Linked DNA regions of Mus musculus: region 1 is linked to region 2. Evidence: chromatin contacts called from public HiChIP or PLAC-seq data. All regions are on one chromosome and are shown on one strand. The core of a region is the stretch at or near the end of the contact, and the rest is flanking DNA. Distances in the headings are between cores, read along the strand shown.

What was found. HiChIP or PLAC-seq counts read pairs in DNA pulled down with a chosen protein or histone mark.
Region 1: an H3K27ac HiChIP or PLAC-seq map of embryonic stem cells shows a contact between it and region 2, with 5 read pairs. The contact joins two enhancer-like sites. A contact is called at or near these places in 3 of 115 datasets of contacts at active chromatin or transcription factors (embryonic basal ganglia and embryonic stem cells).

What each region holds. Positions count from the first base shown.
Region 1 is chr2:71,187,064-71,194,044 of GRCm38.p6, forward strand. No RefSeq gene overlaps it. Among named protein-coding and RNA genes, the nearest start is that of Dync1i2, 21 kb to the right of the region's middle. Within about 2 kb of position 2,033, at least 13 of the 459 cell types and tissues checked have an H3K27ac peak or open chromatin away from gene starts, as enhancers often do. A contact at or near this core is called in embryonic stem cells, where this site is marked.
Region 2 is chr2:70,688,520-70,694,691 of GRCm38.p6, forward strand. Gorasp2 (golgi reassembly stacking protein 2) reads left to right here. Exons shown (of 10, transcript NM_027352.4): 9 at 664-783; 10 at 2,139-3,206. The coding sequence ends at 2,464. Among named protein-coding and RNA genes, the nearest start is that of Gm38528, 13 kb to the right of the region's middle. Within about 2 kb of position 1,847, at least 41 of the 459 cell types and tissues checked have an H3K27ac peak or open chromatin away from gene starts, as enhancers often do. A contact at or near this core is called in embryonic stem cells, where this site is marked.

The DNA of each region.
Region 1 (6,981 bases), core at 783-3,282, 500 kb after region 2:
GGCTTACATATTTCCTCTTTGGTTTAGGCCTAGTAATCTTATTTTAGATAGATAGATAGATAGATAGATAGATAGATAGATAGATAGATAGATAGATAGATAGATCTTTCAATAAATATCTTTAGACTTGTGTATCTTGGTATATCCCTGGACTTTGGGAATCTGCTGTTTTCTAGATGCTGTTAAACTACCCGTACTTTCTTATGTGGACCATCATACCCTCTGAAATAATTAAGTTGCATTCTTGTCTTTCCTTTTTCTCCCACAGCATTGAGCTACACGGAGCAGTGACAGTGCTTATCTCTCTCTAGCTGGCGAGCTTAAAGAGAATAGTTGTTACATTTAATATCAGTGGTAGTTTGAATGAGAGTGGCTCCTATAAGCTCATATGTTTGAATACTTGGTCCCCAGTTGGTGGAACTGTTTTGGAAGGATTAGGAGGTATGGCCTTATTGGAGGAGGTGTATCACTGGGGGTGGGCTTTGAAGTTTCAAAAGCCGTACCACTCCCAGTTGGTTCTCTCTCTCTCTCTCTCTCTCTCTCTCTCTCTCTCTCTCTCTCCCTCCCTCCCTCTCTCTTACACACACATACATTTGTTGTTCAGATAAAAGCTCTCAGCTGCTGCTCTAGTGCAATGCATGCCTGTTACTGTCATGTTCTTCAACCTTGATGACCCTTGAGAACTTAATAAATAAACTGTGAGCTTAATAAATAAACACTTTCATTTGTAAGTTGCTTGTCATAGTGTCTCATCCAAGCAAAATAGAAAGTAACCGAGACAACATCTAACATGTGTTATATTAATTGGCTGGTGTCTTATATCAAGTTAAAAGGTTCCTGTACACTCCTGTTGCATATTCTTTAAAATCATGAGCAACTCTTTTACATTGTTCGTGACTACCAAATACATCTTCTTGTTGTATCTCAAGCCTCTTTTCTATGCTAATTGAAGTAGTCAGGGGGCTCACACGGTATGAGAAAAAGGCTCTCTGGGGGTTGAGTGAACTCTTCTTTCCCATGTTGCCTAGCTTTAGCTTCATCAACTGCTTTATACACAGCTGGATCCAGTAGCCAGTATCTTATCTGTGATGCACACACCCAAGTTCTGGAGCAAGCTAGCCTTGAAATGCTCTTTCCTGTATGTTATTGTTTGTGTTTGGTATCAAAGTTGCCCTAGTTTCACAAAATGAGCTGAGTCCTGTTCTCTCCCTTTCTAATCTCTAGGAGACTCTAAACTCCATCTGAAAAGAAGAACCCGTTTCTTGTATTTTGTCCCATTTGTATTTTATATTTTAACCTGCCAGTTCCTTTCTCCACCTTCCTCTCCTCCTCCCTCCCTTTCTCTTTTTCTTTTTCATTCACCTTATTCCTTCTACACCAGCAGTAGGAGTCCTTTGGGTCTAAAGGCATCAGAAAAAAAGAAAAAAAAAAAGAAAAAAAAGTTGGCTGAAGCCCAGTTTAGTAGGATACTTATTTTAATAAATGTTTTTTATGATCACAAACATAATATTTCCCTGTGTTTGGCATGAGCAATTAGTGCTGCCTAGATGCTTAGGGGAGAGAACCTGGTAGTCATGCAAAATAATACTGACTGCTAAATGAGAATTTCAATCTTCTGCTCATAGCCACCTGTTTTGAAATATTTTTGAAAGCAATTCAGTCACATACGTAACATGATAATTCTAGACCTTTCTGCCTGGTGACACTCAGCAATGAAGAGGAACATTTTAACACGGTGAGAAAAAAAAAATCAAAAGTTCATAGAAGCAAGCACTTTTCCACAAATAAGCTGGGATGATTCTCACAGTTAATTTAAGTTTGGATGGTTAATTTTTAATCAACTTAACACAAACTTGAATCACATAAGTTGAATAATTGCCTCCAGCAGATTGGCTTGTGCGCACGTCTATGGGGGCATTTTCTTGATTAATGATTAATATGGGAAAAGCCCAGCCTACTGTGAATGTGGCCACCCCTGGACAAGTGGTTCTAGTTTGTATAAGAAAGCAGGATGGGAGAGCAAGCTTTACTGAGAGCTAGCTGCTGTGAGCTGTGGTGCTGTATTCTGATGTTAATTCTGCTTCACCAACAGGGGTTGCCCCACCCCAACAGGTGATCTCTTGTGAACCTTCTCCCTATTTTAACTGATCAATAAAGGTCCAAAATTGGGCAGTGGAAGAGAAAGGTGGGTCAGGAGGTCTTTGAGAGGAGGGCAAAGAGAGAGAGGAGAGGGAGAAGGGAAGAGAGAGGATGGAAGAAGGAGGAGGAGGAGGAAAAGGAGGAGGAGGAAGAAGAAGAGGAGGAGGAGGAGGAGGAAGCCATGATGGAACAGAATCACGTGGCCAGGAGAAACCACAAGTAGCAAAGGGTCTTATAGCAGGGGAATAAATTAGTATAGTTCTAGATCTATCCAACCTAAGTACATAGCTTATGATTATAATAACTGGATTGTGTGTGTGTTTATACAAGCTTACTGGGGTTGGAAATTCCAGCAACAGCAAGCCAGTAAGCATTCTTCTTATGGTCTTTGATTCGATTCCTGCCTTGGCTTCCCTCCATGATGGACTGTGATGTGGAAGTGTCTTTCATAGACTCTGAAACTCAAAACTGCACTAGACTGGCTGTTCAGCAAGCTCTAGAAATCTGCCTGGTTCTTTCTCTCAAGCGCTAGAATGACAGGTGTGTAGCGTCTACGTGGGTGATGGGGATCCAAATGCAAGTCCCCCTGCTTGCATATTACCAACTGAACCACTTTGCAGCTCCTATTCTTAGTAAGCACATGTTGTCATATAAACTGTGCTTTTAGTTTTGTATAATATAACATTTCAAACATACATATATACGTATTTTTACATCTCAATAAATGTATTTTTTTAGTTATATTTCTGTAACATCATTTTTAATAGCTTCCTACTGTTCCACTCTATAGAATCTATATGTTTGTTTGGAGATGGGGATTGATGTCTGTGACTTCACAGGCGAGTGAGGCTACTCTATGCTACAAACATATACATTCTATACAATAACAGCCAAACCAGCATGGGATTCTTAGTCTTCTTCAATATTTTCGTTTCTATAAACAAAATTTCATGATATTTGCGACTCAATTCCTGTAAATCTTTTCACTAAACTCCTTTCTCAGTGGAATTGAGGGTTCAAAATATTTATATTATGCCATTTTAGTAAATACTACAACTTTCAATATGTCCTTTAAAACATTTTATAAGTTATGTATTTTGCTTGTAGAAAAACTTCCCCCTCTTTCTCCAAATGATCATCATAGCCAGCTTACACTAGGCTGGCAGAAAATTTACTACTCTGAAATGTAATAGATTTTATTTTAACTAAAGTAAAAAATCGTCAATCTTCTCCTTGCCGCTCACTTTCTTGAATTCCTTCCACACCTGGAGGCCTAATAATTGGTTTTGTAGCCTAATCTTTTGGTTTATTAATATAGGTAAATCTCTCTAGTAGTTCTATTCATCTTTTGATTAAATTGATCATATTGCATAAAGCAGTGAGTGTCCAGTATTCAAGTGAATTCAAAGGAGGCTGTGCCAAGCCTTTTTGATTTGCAAATCTCCATGTAAATGCCATTCCTCGAGGCAGTTAAATGCTCAGCCTCCTGATATTAGCACAGCATGAAAAGCAACAGTTTTTATATTTTCGAGAATACATTTCCCTCAGCAGCGTGCATACGTCAGTATGCATGCATATGTGGATACCTTTTTCTACTATGATATGCTTTATTGCTTACAGACATGAAATCAATTATTTAACTACCAGAGCAAATATATTTGGCTATTGTTTTTTATCTGAACAAGATCTCTAGCTAGACCCTTCCTTCTCTGCTACCTCATCCTGGGCAAAGGAGAGGACAATTTAGTAGTTTACGTGATGATTAACTGTGTTCAAAGGCTCAGAAAATACCGATGGTTGGACAAGGGAGAGAGCAGTTCACAGCATCATGGTCTACTTCGTTCACACAAAGCCGGAAAAAGGTATAGAAAAATATGGCCTATTTAGGAACAACTCTTATGACATGCGTGAGTTTCCTTAAGTCAGTGTAATAGAAATATGCATTAAGAGCCAGCATAATAAGCCAGCATTCTTGGGAGACATTGTGGATAAGAGATTGTCAGGGTTTGTACATATGAGGGAAAGTCTGATATCTAGAAACAGCACATTGGAGAATGGTATTCTGACTTTAATCTTCTGGATGAAACAATGAACTAATTAGCTGCTCTGAGCCATTGATCTACTTTCCACACCTTTGGGGATCAATTTCACCCAATATGGAATTGAGCCAGCCCTGTGTTCCGCACCCCAGCAGTGACCTCTCTGATTCAAATGTAAAATGCTCTTGCAGATGAAATTCACTAGGACAAAATGTTCAATAGAAAGATTACATTTCCAGTGGGGCAGAAAGATATTTGCCAGCATCTCATTAAGGCTTCGATACAAAGTCTCGGATTTCAATCAGAGCTGAGATAGAATGGCAATAATCCAGGAACGAGACGGAGCTAAGGCTTTGTTTCCCAAAGCATTATGCATTTCTCCCCCCATCTACAATAAAATCTTGAAAAAATTTCCAGGAGAATAGATATGGAAAAGAAATAACCCCGTAGTCATTTTAATGTCAGCTGCTCAACGCGCTCTGTGAAGCCTCCCTAGCCAGATAACTTTGGCTTCCTCTCACTTAAGGGGAAGAAAGGTGACATCATTTACATTTAGCCCAACCCGTGAGAAAGGCTGGCAAATCTCTGCCTCGCGAAGGCAGCAACCATTCTTCCACCTCTGCAGCCCCACCTCCCATCATTAATATGGCCCATCCATTTCCCCACCAGCATTTTATTCTCTACCCCTAGAAGTAATTTACCGACTTAATGGAAATGTGAGAGATTTGCTTTAACAGACTTTATGAATGTAAGCAGAGGTCCCGCTGAACACTTCCCTCTGGAGAGAGGTTATCCTTTGGCCAGAGGGCATTTGTAATAGTTCAGTAATCAAAAAAGATTTGCCTCTTCGGACTTGCTAATTTGCTCAGTCTCTTAAGTAACAAAAGGGTCTAAACTCTGCCTCTCAATTTAAAGCGAGCCGAGCCCGGTAAAAGCTTCCAGCTTAGCAAGAAACCCGAGAATTCACATCTGAGCTTTTAGCCCCATTTCAATTTGTGCAAGCCTAATATCACCAGGGCTTGATTTTGACTGTAGGGAAGGTGTGCCTTTTCCTGGAATTTAGTTCTTTATCCAGGAGGGGGCCGCTTGGGAAGCCTACGGACAGGGCAAACTGCCGCACAGATAAAGCTCGTTTTCCTTGAACGATCAGAATTTTTGAGTACAAAGCAGGTTCCACTGGAAAGTGAAACGTCTGCTGTCAAGTCAGGACTCTGGACTGGGTTTTGATGAGAGGGTAGAAGAAAAAAATCAACCGCATTCTTCCTAAATTGCACGGTTGCATATCAGTCAGGCACAACTGTGTCGCTGAATCCACAGCTGTGTCCGCGGTGTATAGGAAAGTGCCGGGCAGTAGGAGGCTCCGTCAGGACCACTGAATGGGTGACTGTAATTGAGAGGCACCATTGCCATGGTTCAGCCGTGGAGAGAAATGTCCCTTGGCTTCCTGTTGTCTCCCCAGTCCTTGACTAACACTTTTGGGCTGTTTGCATCAGCTCTTCCTGCCTTCAGATGCTGAGTCCGGCTGGAACAGGCTCGCCATACAACTTCATGGAAAAATGTATGGTGATGACTGGGGGTGGGTGGGTGGGAGGTGGGGTGGTCCCTTAACCCAGAAGGCAAGTGGAAGGAGACATTTCTATCTATAATTTTGACAAATAGGCCAAATTGCTAGCACTATTCAAAATTTTTTGGTTGTTTATTATTGTTGTTTTGAGACAGGGTCTCATATAGTCAGGGCTAGCCTCAAACTCACCAAACAGTGGAGGATGACTTTAAGTGCCCGGTCTTCCTGGCTCCACCTTTAAATTGCTGAGTTTGCAGGCCTACACCACCACACTCGGGTGTCTAGAGGGGTTGTCTCACTGTCAGCAAAATCCTTGCCTGACCATGGCTTCATGCTAAGTAGACGGGCAGGTAGGAGAGTGCCTCTACCCAGGTCTAAATGAACTAAACTATCTCCTCTGGAAATATTATCCCATGGATTACTGGATTTTCATCAGGCTTCCCTCGCCCCTCCCAAATATGACGAGAGACGAAGACAACCACAGTTGGCTTGTTAGCATGTAGAAAGAATGACAGCTAAGAATAGAACACATTTAAGGAGCTGGATGTGGCTAGCTGATGGAAATAGAAGCAAGGTGATGTCCCTTTCCAAGCAGTCATCATGTCTGTTAACATTCTTCCAGAAACATCTTGGTGGTCCTAATACAAGTTTCCTCAGCATTGTCTGAGCTCCAGCCAAGGACTTTTACCTGGCCTGTCTCATGGCAGATTGGCATATTTACTTTCATATTAAACTCTTTCAAGGACCGAAACATAATGAAGAACTCCCAGATAAGAGTACTACTTTGTAGACTATGACTTCCGTAGACAGTTCAGTTGGTAAAGTGCTCGCTGTGTAAGAGCTAAGACCTGAGTTCCATCACCAGCACCATCATCAGTGCCAGGCATGGTTATCCTAGAGCTCTGGAGACATAGATAGCAATTCCCTGGGGCTCACTGGTCAGCCAGTCTAACCCACTTGATATGCTCCAGACCAGTTACAGACGTCTTGAAAATAAATAAGTAAATGAGCAAATGAACAAATAAGTGGATGGCTAGTGACTGGGGAATGACACCTGAAGTTGTCCTGTGGTCCCCTCACATGCTTGCACATACATGTATCCACAGTCACCCACCCATACATACACACATATGCCTCACACAGACACAAAGGACACTTATAGAGATTTCATCTTTGTAAGCATGTCTATATTCTTATTTTCAAAATAAATGTATTTTTCTTAAACATAATTATTGACTA
Region 2 (6,172 bases), core at 597-3,096:
AACTCTTTGTCTTTTAACCGTCCATTATCACTGCAGAGCTCTGTGACAGAACAAGAGTACTCTCCTTAGCAGGCCAGGAAACAGGTGCCACTTAGCCTGAGACTCCCCAACATCTCACCTTCCCACGCATGTGTGTGTAGGACTTGCTGGAGGCTCTTCTGTGGCCGCCCGGCTAAGGCGGCGCCGTAGTTATTTGTGCATTGAGATGCTCCCGTGTTAAATTGTGTGGATTCTCGGTATTTCCAGTGCAGACTAAGTCCTGTTGTCTAGCTGATATCCGTGAGATGTTACTTGAGTAATGAGTATGTGCGTTGTCAGGGCCTCCCATTACAGGGCTACAGTTGTCAGTGTGCAGATGTAGTCAGCCATGAACTGCGCATGTGCTCACACAGAACGATGGGCAGCACGGTGAGCTGTTAGTGTGTAGGTAGGCGCCTTCTCTCTGGTCCAGGGCCGTGGGAGCGTGTGTTGCTTGTGTAGCATTTGCTGCTTTCACAGCCTGATCCCTCAGACGAGGCAGAGCGCGTTCTGTGAGACTCAGTTGTCGCTCATCAGTGAACCCTGGTGTCGGAATTCTGAAGAGATCCTTTTGTCAGCGTGTGATGACCTGTCTCCTTCCCAGGGGAACGACTTACCTTGTGTTCTTTCTCGCCCTCTGCTCAGGTCTGATGCCTTTGTCAGCAGGGCTGCCTAGCCTCCCCAACCTCCCCAGCCTCTCCAACTTCAACCTCCCTGCTCCGCACATCATGCCAGGGGTCGGTTTGCCAGAGCTCGGGAGCCCGGGTATGTTGCATGCCTTACCCTCCTAAGACATTGCTAATAAAAACATGGATTCAGGAAAGCGAGGCCTCCCGTTCAGTCTTTTCCAGAAAGAGCATCTCAGCTAAACACATTTCAGCTACTTCTAATCAGTATCCATCTTTTATATGGAGAAGAAGAAAGAAGTCCATGACCCGGCCTTCTGCCTCCCTCCCTTTCTCTACACCCTGGTAGGTTTGGCCCCAGGCAGGCTACCATAGGATCAGTGGAGTTGCACTGTGCACTGAATTTGACAGTGTGGTACAGTCACCTAATAAAGATGCTTGAGTCCCCTCTCTTCACTTCCTGTTTAAGGATGCTACCCACAGGAAATGCTGGTGACTGCTCTGTGCAGTCCAGGCCTGGTATTTTTGTTTTTCTGAGATTGGAGGGGCAGGCGGAGTCTCACTGTAGCTGGCCTGGATTAACTTCCTGCCTCAGCCTCTCAAGTGCTAGGACCACAGCTCTGCACTCGGGCCAGCTAAGTGTTCTGGGGGTTGACAGATGGTTTTATAATAGTAACCCAGAGCACCAGCTGCCAGCAGGTGGCTCTCAGGTCATATGCCCAGGTGAAAAGGGAGCAGCAGTCCCCAAGCCTGCTCCTGCTGACGCTCCCTGTGACTGCCCATCATGACACTGCAGTGATCACTCCATACTGAATAGTGGTTGTCATTGTCACACTTCTGACAGGTTTGCATTTTTTACATCTTCAGTGCCAGGGCTGAAGAACAAGGGACCTAGAAAGCCCCAGCTGCACCGACCACACTCCCTGCTTCTTTTCCCTGGGGCCCATATTCTTGGTCCCTCTGTCTTTAAATGCAGCAAGCCTCTAAGGACAGGACAGCTTCTCCAGCCAGTGGTGTCCTGGACATACCCCGTACAATCCGCCTTCCCTTTGCTCTTTCCTCTCTGAAGATCTCCAGAATAACGCACCAAGAGCAGCACAGGCAGTGCGGGGCCTCCCCAGGTGCAGGGCGGCTCCCTTGAGGCAGTGCTGCTGCTCCTCCACAGCTCCTCCTCTTAGCTGACAAGAGGCGCCTTGCCTGGGCAGGATCCTCCTAGCTCACATCCAGCCAGCGCCCTTGAACGCCAGGGAGCACTGCTTCCCATGGCTCTGGAGGGAGCTGTTGTCGCATCGGCAGACTCCTGAGTGCAGGGCTGAGTACACGGAGCTTGGGCCTGGAAAGCTTTTGGCCCCAGCCTCCAGTTAGAGGTCAGCAAAGGTGGCAGTGAGCAAAGAGCTCTGCTTCGGCTGCAGGCTCTCAGGGGCAGGTAGAGGAGCTTGATGGCCGTGCTCTGGTTGCTGGGAGAATATGTGACCTCTGCTGTTTCTATCCTAGGTTTGCCACCTCTTCCCTCCTTGCCTCCCCGAAACTTACCTGGCATTGCACCTCTCCCCATGCTGTCCGACTTCCTCCCGTCATTCCCTTTGGTTCCAGAGGGCTCTTCTGCAGCCAGCGCAGGGGAGCCGCTGTCTTCCCTTCCTGCCATGGGCCCACCTTCTGACCCTGTCATGACTACTGCAAAGGCAGACGCCTCTTCCCTCACTGTGGATGTGACGTCTCCTGCTTCCAAGGTCCCCACCACTGTTGAGGACAGAGTCAGCGACTGCACCCCGGCCGTCGAGAAGCCTGTGTCTGATGCAGATGCTTCAGAGCCTTCTTAACTGGGAACCAATGTTCAGAACCGACGTGGTCTGTTTAGTTAACCACGGGGTCAGGTCTGGAATCGCAAACTACCATTGATTTCATACTAGTGTGTACCGTATCTGTAGGTGTCCTGTACATAATTCTAAGGGGAAACTACGCAAGAGGCTGAGGGCTTGCCTCCCACCACGTCGGGGGGTTACAGCCGAGGAGGGCAATCTGAGAATGTGCTTGTATTTTAAACAACCAAAAAAAGTTGTCATGGGTGGCTTGCTGCCAGGCATCTACTGCCGTTCTGGGAGGTTCATCTTTGGAAGAGAGATGGCGGGGTACCCACTGGGTTCCCTGTACCACTGCTATGCCTTGTGTAAGGAAATGAAATATTTTATGCCTAGTGCCCACATGCAACATTTCTTGTACTTTGTAAGTCGTTTGCAAGAACACAGACCACCTCACTAAACTGTACAAGGAAACAAGAATTTACTGTTGGTCTCTGTGAGTCGCATCTCTATTACGGTTTACACAAAACTCCCAGTTGCAGATGTTTTGTTCCGGTCCATGGCACACTATTAATTGAACATCTTTTTATTCTGCCTGTACACAGATCTTGTTTTGAACTCAGAATTATTCAGACACCATTTTGTAGCTGCTGCTGTTGCTTTAGATGCCTGTGGTAAGATGGCATTTAAAGAGAAAGAGAGGAGCTGCGCTCTGTAGCTACTTAACGGTATCGCGGCAATAAACTCCAGTCGCTTTACGGTCTCCTTGTGTTCTAAGTGGCGAGCGTGTACTTCATGTGTGCCTCACATCTCTCAGGTCAGCCTGTGGTGGGTGTGCTTTTCTAAGTTTCCAAGCGATGCTCCATCGAGTGGGACTGATGTCCTGGGTGACGGAAAAGCATCTGACAGCCCCCTTTGGAAGTAAGGTGGAAGCAGTTTGTTGACTGTTGACCTGGTACTAGCATAAAGATACCCACACCGCAGTGGTGGCCATTGCTGACTCTGCCAGAAACCCAGCCCCTCTCCCAGGATGCATTTATAGAGACACAGGCCTAAAGTCAGTGATGTAGAAATCTCCACAGTCCCAGCACTGGGCATCCCTGAAGCAGTCTGGCAGCTCATGAGCCAAATTGGCAAGTTCCACACTCAGTGAGAGACCTGCAAAAACAGGTGGTTTTTTCTCTCTCTCTCTCTCTCTCTCTCTCTCTCTCTCTCTCTCTCTCTCTCTCTCTCGTGAGAGTCTATGAAGCCCCAGGCTCTGGGGGAGAGAGCCTGGGGGGGTGGGGGGGTGATGGTCAGTGAACTCTACTTGAAGTGCAAAACTGAGTATTCTGTTCAGGAAATCATGAGTCTCTTAAGTGTTGGGGATTAATCCCAGGGCCATGAGCAAGCTGGGTAAATGCTTCCCCAGTGAGCTCCTTAGTTCCAGTCATTTGAGGGCAATGGTAGACCCTGTAGTGGGTTCCAGAAGCACAGATTTAAGACTGTGTCCTGGTCAGTATGCCACTCTCTTTGATAAGCCAAGAAGAAACCTTGTGGGGCCCCAATTTAAGTGCTATAGTCAACAATGGTGGAGCTATGTAACAGCCCCTGGTGGCAGGCGGGGGACACAGTCTTGTTGCTCAGGAAAGCCAGGGCAGTAATGATGTTGGATTGGGCTGGATTAACCTCAGAGATCCTTGAAGTACAGTGATTTAAACAATAAAGTTCATTTCTCCCATTTAGACAAGTTTCCAGCCAGCCAGTGGTGCTGGCAGTACACTTCAATCCTTTAGCTCCAGCACTTGGGAGGCAGAGGCAGGCTGAGTACTGTTTGTGGCCAGCCTGGTCTACAGAACGAGTACTAGGATAGCCAGAGCTACATAGAGAGATCCTGTCTGCTCCATCTGCATGTGTGTCCACCCACAAGGTCATGGCATGGTCTCAGATGACAGGTGGAAACCCAGCCACTATTAGCCAGAAGACAGGCGTTCTTACCCTTTTGAGATCATGGTAGAGAAGTTTGCAACACCATCATAACAAAATCTGCTGACGAGCCATGCAGCCACAGAGAACTGAGGGGGGCTGGGAAATGGAGCCTTTGGTTCTTGTCCACCCACACCCATTAGCGGAGAGTCACTGGGGAAGTCAGCGGGCGTGTACAGTGGAATCACTTGCCAGTATTTGAGGAAAGCAAGACTCTGGAGGGGAAAGCACTGGGAAGGGACAGTGAAGTGACATTTGCAGGGAAGTGTGGCAGTGACTCTGTGTGTGTGTGTGTGTGTGTGTGTGTATGTGTGTGTGTGTGTGTGTGTGAGGGGGGGGGGCGGGAGTGATGGTCAGAAGGTAGCTTATGGGAGTTGGTTCTTTCCCACCAAGTGTGTTCTGAGGATTAAACTCAGTTATGAGACTTAATGGCAAAGTCCTTTATCCGCTGAGCCACCTCACCAGCCAAATTTACCCTCCCTGTTGATTTTTGTCCCTTTTGGGGTTTGCCCATGCTAAAAGGATGACTTCAATTCTTGGTCCAGCTTAGTGAGTAGATGAATGCATTGAGTGAGGGTGATCAGAGCACTCGTGGGTGGCCACTTGTGGCACTCACCCAACCTGCAGGACATGTAATAGCTCCATCTCCTCACCCCAGCAATTGTTCACTGTTGTTATAATCTTGCGGTGGGGCCTGTGGGTTCTTTAGATTTCAGGAACTTCCTCCCTCTTAACCGCTTTTGCTTACTTCCAGATTCTTAGGAGCAAGTGTTTCACTGTGCATGACAATCACCATGTAACACGGAACCCTCCACCCCTTCCGCAGCCCTTAGGTTCTCTCTGCTCCCATTTCCACTGTGTTTCCTGAGTCCAGAGGAAGGCAGTATATATGTTTGGTTATTTTCCTTCACCTGTGACTGAGTATTAGGCCACTGTGCCACAGCAAGTCTCTGGTTAGAGGAGTTTAACCAGTTGAGTCTAGAGTACACCACCCCTTGTGTCTTAGTCAGGGTTTCTATTCCTGGACAAAACATCATGACCAAGAAGCAAGTTGGGAAGGAAAGGGTTTATTCAGCTTACATTTCCACATTGCTGTTCATCACTGAAAGAAGTCAGGACTCTAACTCAAGCAGGTCAGGGAGCAGGAGCTGATGCAGAGGCCACGGAGGGATGTTCTTTACTGGCTTGCTTCCCCTGGCTTGCTCAGCCTGCTCTCTTATAGAACCAAGACTACCAGCCCAGAGATGGTCCCACCCACAAGGGGCCTTTCCCCCCTTGATCACTAATTGAGAAAATGCCTGACAGTAGTTGTATCTCATGGAGGCATTTCCTCAACTGAAGCTCCTTTCTCTGTGATAACTCCAGCTGTGTCAAGTTGACACAAAACTAGCCAGTACACCTTGTACTAAGTCTCCTTCTGTGAGCAGCTGACAGATTGTAGTTATCTATGGATGGAAAAACCAATAGAGGCAATTTGATGTATCTGATGTGACTTCCTCCTCTAAGGAAGACCTTAAGTCCAATGAGAAGGGAGTTAGTCTCACCATCCCAACAGTCGTGCAGCTGTTACACCAGTAGGCACACTTGCCCTGCATGGTAGTCCAGTTCAGCATATATAGCAAAGCAGGACTCTTAGGGACAACTCTCTCCCAGCAGCCCTGCCACAGAGAGGGGGCTCCCAGCTCAGTTACAGCCTTATTTCTCTATGTCCTTCGGCAGCGTTTCCAATAAGGACTTAGCTGCCTAGTGTGGTGTGCACCAACA